2 separate regions of the Gasterosteus aculeatus genome follow, and region 1 is linked to region 2. Evidence: chromatin contacts called from public Hi-C data. All regions are on one chromosome and are shown on one strand. Each heading gives the region's core, a stretch centred on a gene start, on an enhancer-like site or on the middle of the called end of the contact. The rest is flanking DNA. Distances are from core to core; before and after follow the strand shown. Region 1 overlaps gramd1bb (GRAM domain containing 1Bb). Region 2 overlaps clmpb (CXADR like membrane protein b).

What was found. Hi-C and Micro-C count contacts between places; a contact is called where the count stands out from the background.
Region 1: a contact with region 2 is called in a Hi-C map of skeletal muscle, with 2.1 times the contacts expected there. The contact joins two enhancer-like sites. A contact is called at or near these places in 4 of 6 Hi-C or Micro-C datasets (liver, skeletal muscle and whole body).

The regions. Positions count from the first base shown.
Region 1 is chr1:4,782,371-4,785,070 of fGasAcu3.hap1.1, forward strand. The region is part of intron 1 of gramd1bb (GRAM domain containing 1Bb); the gene reads left to right. Among protein-coding and RNA genes, the nearest start is that of gramd1bb, 4.7 kb to the left of the region's middle. Within about 2 kb of position 1,336, at least 3 of the 9 cell types and tissues checked have open chromatin away from gene starts, as enhancers often do.
Region 2 is chr1:4,745,779-4,748,478 of fGasAcu3.hap1.1, forward strand. It overlaps clmpb (CXADR like membrane protein b), which reads left to right. Exons shown (of 7, transcript XM_040179306.2): 7 at 1-28. Among protein-coding and RNA genes, the nearest start is that of LOC144411482, 25 kb to the right of the region's middle. Within about 2 kb of position 1,328, at least 1 of the 9 cell types and tissues checked has open chromatin away from gene starts, as enhancers often do.

The DNA of each region.
Region 1 (2,700 bases), core at 86-2,585, 37 kb after region 2:
CTGGGGAGCGGCGGGTTTGGTTTTGCGCTCCACATTGTGGCACAGCATTAGCATCAATGTCTCCTTTCTTTCTCTTTCCAAACGTCTCTTGTCGGTAAATAGAAGTTTGAATTAAACGACGCCTTGGTTGCCTTAGTGACTACTTTTCCTTTTCCACTGGGGAGTGATCTCTATTTCCCCCCTGCTCCTCCCTCCAGCATTTTCTCCGCATGGTTTCTAAATACGCTCATCCGCCACGGGCTGATTCTGTGTTCATTACACTTTAGTTTAGCACAGCTCAGTTGGTAAATGATCCATCTTTTGGGGAAAGATTCCGTAGACTTGGCCTCTCCTTTATCCTTTATTTGACTTTATTTACATGACGGTTGTTATACTTACTTACATACTACAGGTCTTTCACTGCTCCATGTTTCTTGCCCCCTTTCACTGATGACGGCGCTTTATGCGGCGGGTATTACGGTGAGTGTTCGTTTAATCGGCATCAGCATGCCTGCGTAATCTACCCACGGCCTTTGACACTGTGCTGACAGCGACTCGGCGCTAAGAATAGAGACTCGGGCAACAATGCCGCGGTAATCTAACCGCGCTCAATGGCTCGTGAAAGTCCGGCAATCGCATGACCGCCGAGTCGCCGTCACGGCCACGGAAAACTCCGACCCCGGCCTCAGCTGCAAAAGCAAAGCCTCACCGTGGTAGGTCCATCTGTCCGAGGCGACGTGCGCGAGGCGGCTAGACCGTCAGGGTCCCTCCCTGCTGTGCACTCTTTCTCTTCCATATTTTTACACCGCACAGGTGCAACAACACGCTCTCCAGCTGGAGGCCGACTAATCTCAAAAACATCCACACGCAAAGACCAAGGTGGCATGAAAGAACACTCTCTCTCACTAAATCCCTCATGCCTCATCTGCTCACGCCGGTCGTGCCCAGCGATGCCAGAGAGCCACCCGAGGCTGGTAGAGAGTGTGAAACTGTAACAGGAAACGTTGTCCAGCCGTAATTAATGCATGATGTTTCCCCACCTCCGTACTCAGCCTGCGGGTCAGAGTGTGTGTGTGTGTGTGTGTGTGTGTGTGAATATTACAATATGCAGGTATGTCAAGCAGTAAATCATTAACTTATTGGAAGATCTGTTTCTTCACTGAGTGCAATAAAGAAAGCGAATCACCTTTCATTAGCTGGGATTTTAAAAGGTTTTATTCCAACAAGAATAGAGAATCTGTGCAGTGAAGTGACCCGATCTCTTGAGCCTTTTTAGCTCGTACCTTTTAAACAGTCCAATTGCCTGATGTCAAATATTTGCTTATGAAACTGCTGGCGGGATCCCAAAGGAGCCCTTGATGTTTGACTGGCTATCTCCACTTCACTGATAGCAATGTTTGCATTCACGCTGTTATCTATTGTGCCTAGAAAGGGGTAGAAAATGAAAACATCTGCCTATCAAAGCTTCCTCTTCTCCTGGTTCAAGCCATTTATCGGACCACTATGTGGTTATTGCTGGGACGAATAATTAAAAGGCTGATCACCAAATACCCTTTTCAATAAACCGTTCAATGGAGAAATCAATCTCCATGCAACTTCTAGAAGTAGCTTAGCCGTCTCAGTCAGGCTTCTCTCAGGACCGTGGTATCTGTTCTGCATCCATATCTGGTTTTTGATCGTTGCATTAAGGTCAGTGTGCAGACTTACTTATGCTGAAGTACTGTTCTGCATTTGTTTTCTAGCCAAAGCATCAACTGCCTCACCAGAAGACGTACCTGTCCATAACCAGAGTTTTGATTTTGTAGTATATAGTATGACACTTCTTGTAAACGCAGTCATTGAAACTTAGTTTGGACATATTGTATTTAGGCTCTTTAAAAGTATTTTTAAAAGACTTTGAGGTGGAAGATATTGTTTTTTTTGTATCTCTTAAGCTGCTCGGCTGAAGCTTTAAAACCCTCTCCCAGAAAGCTCCTTTTGTCTTGGCCTTCCAGTGTCTTCGTCATTTCGCCCTTCTACTAAATCTCTTGGATAAACTGTAAGAGAAGTTCCTTTCTCACTTCTGCCATTTAAGAAAAGGCCTTTTCGTGCTTCCACTCGCTCCAGGCTAGATTACTGCACGGTCGAGTTCCCCTCTGAGGAGGCAATGCTTGTTCAGCTCCCGAAACAGTTACACACCAGGGCTGTCAAAATTGCTCGAAGGGACGTTCAAATATTCGCTTAAAAAATAATATATTTGAATATCTGGTTGCGCATTAGGCACGTCAATAACAGGACAAATGTATACAACGAGACGTAACTACTTGTATTGGTAATTTATTTAAGTTTAAACATGTTTAAGAACATATTACCTGCACAAAAATAAGTAAATGAACTAACGACACACCCATGCTCGCTCTCTCTCTCTCTCTCTCTCTCTCTCGCACCGTCGCTCTCGGCGCAAAGCGGTTTAAAATGAACAATAAACAAATGCTGAGTGCTGATCGAGAGTTTTGTGCAAGCAATGTAAGGTCGTGATTCTTGTCCCACATACATCAGGCTGCATTCAGTGATTGAAACTGAAAGTTTTACAGTACCGACATTGAACGCTCCGAGCGAGCTGTGCTGTAAAGACGGAACTTTTCCTTTGCATGAAACGGCAAATAATCAAACCATGAAGCTGTTGTAGCCGATGTATTTACTTCATGCAATAAACAGTCAGTAGTCAGGTGCTATTGTTTT
Region 2 (2,700 bases), core at 78-2,577:
GCAAATAAAATATCCAATGACAACTTAACTGGTCTTGCTGCATCGTGATTTGGAGTTCGGACTCTGAACAAGAACAACACGACATTTTCAACACTCACCTGAGTGACAATCATGTAATTCAGATTTTTGGAAAACCTTTGTGTGAGCCGATCTTGTTGTGCATCACATTGATGGGGAGTGTGTGTACATAAAAAAGTAATACCTGCTTCTTAATAATACCTTAAATACCTTAAAATACCTTAAATACTTTAACAATTACTGGATAGATGGCCAAGATATTTCGTAAAGACTTTAAAAATCCTCAGAGGACAAATTCTGGAGTATCTTCTGTGGCCACCTGATCTGTTCTGGTAGTGTCACCTCGGGTCAAATGTTTCACTTCATCCTGAGAATATCTAAATCATCTCAAACAACTGCAGCACCGAGCGGCTGACGCACAGTTGTGAAGGACGTGGCCAACTATTGGATGGATTACCATGAAACAAATGTCATTCATGTCCCCTTGGGGATGAACTCAATTTAATTTGGGTGTCCACTGACTTTTCCATTCTTTCCACGAAAATATCAACATTTGAATGGAATTGAATGAAAAAACTCTAGAAATGTCTTGTCCATAATGCTTCTGTTTGGGCATTTGGTTCAAATCAATTCTGCACCTGCGCAAAGATGCTGTAAAAGTTCTGTTAGTCAGTAAAACAATAAATTCATTGCCTGATGTTTTTGTGTAAATGCACCCGGGGAGCGCTTCCATTGGAATGAATGTGGCACCATGCAGTTCTGCTCGTATGGGCCGTTGATGGACGTCCATTTTTCCGTACAGCAGTATAACTAAGCACCATCACGCCCAGCGGTCTTACAGCGGCTGAGGATGCGACTTACGCTGCTTCCTTGGTGTCTCTCCATCAACATCCCTTCAACGCGACACTTGAGCCGGCTGCAGCGAGGTCAGCCATATCCTTTGACCCTTTAGCCACTCATTGACATTCACCTCCTCCCCTCTGAAAAGTTGATGTTGACCATGTATTAAACTGCCAAGATGGATCGTCGGCGTCAACCCTCCCCCCCCCCTCGGCTGAAGGGACAGCGTGCGACTTTGTCTCTACGTCAAGGACGCACACAAAAGCGCGACGGCGCCCTCGCCGGCGCCTTCTTTGACCTTGTCGAGGATTCGCCTGCTTCATTTGCATCCCTTCAAAACGCAGCATCCACATGAGGCGGGGGTCTCGTCTTTTGAGGCCAGATCCCCAATTCGTCCCCTTCTCTGTCCCACGCTTCTGTGCACATTGTTCCACATGATTAGCCATGTGTGATGGCGCTGTCACAAAGCCCTCGTCGCTGGCCGCGCCCACGGACACACAGACGCACCTGTCGGTCACGTGCACGTGGACGTCGCTTGGTAACAGCTCGGACCGTCAAGCAAGTGACTCAGAGTCTTTGAGATAATGTGTTACTCACACAATTTGTTGGGCCTATTTAGGGCACATCTTGTTGCGAGGCATCGAATAGCGCGATGTGTCACAATTGTGGATTAACGCAGACACTTGCTCTCTAATTATCCCCCAACACAAGAGTGATGCAATGTGGCGTCGCGCTGATAAGACGTGTTTCGCTCTGAGCGAGTTTCTCGGTCTAATTAATAACAAATGGTATTTTACTCTCGGCCTCCATCTGTAATCGAAATACTTTTGAGATCGGAGATTGCCACACAAGTCCCTGATAAGTGAATCCACTTATATAGTTGCACCCCCTGGTGTTGATTCGTTATCTGCGGCGCTGATGGGACGAGAGGAATCAGAAGTCACACATCGTACATTGTCAGCTAAGATTAGTGCACCAGAAATGTCCTTTTGGACCTTGAGTTTCCAGCCTTCAGCTGTGTTTGTGTCATCGTTTTTATAACCTGAGTTTGTGAGGCTAGGATAATATTTCCTTTTTCTTCAAAAATGATCTCGTCATCAGATCTCACATCCTGGATCCCCAAACCGTGTCCTGATTTCATTGTGAACACGGTCTGTCAAGGAGAAGTTGTCCATTCATGCAGTCACGGTGCACAGTCGTCTAATGGCTCAAATTGCCATTGTCATGGTGTCTGTGCTTGTAGCGCCCTCTGCTGGAGCCTCACATGTGCTCCAAGTGCAGGAAAACAAGTGTGCTGTTGCTCTCTCGGGCTCCTGCTTGAAACACGGTTGAATCCGCACATTTCATTCCTCTCTGAGCTGATCACCGTTAATAAAAGCACAGTATTGTCCGCTCACCACCGATGGCATGAGTTGTCTTCCCCGTTGTCGACCCTCAGCAGCACTGTGGACTTTGTGTGTCGTTGCACTGATTATCTCTGGGTAATGAATACTGTGATGTGACCCACATCTGCAGCATATTCATTCTCTAACAACTACACTAATTATAGAGCTGCATGAATTTAGATAGGGAGGTTAATAGCGCGCTATTTTTCGACACTCGGTCGCCAGCGCTTTTCCACTTTCAAAACTTGAGTTGTCTTTGCAAGTAGACTGAAGAGAAATGATCCATATGTGGAGACTAAATTGTAAACTACCTGATACCGTTCTGCCTGAGAAGCCCAATTATGAACAATGCACCCATGAAACCCCCCACTAAATGTGAGCATCCATCCCATGTTCTGACTATCTGACCTTTGTAGCTAACTAACTATGGAGTGTGATGTGTTTCATGACGAGCTGC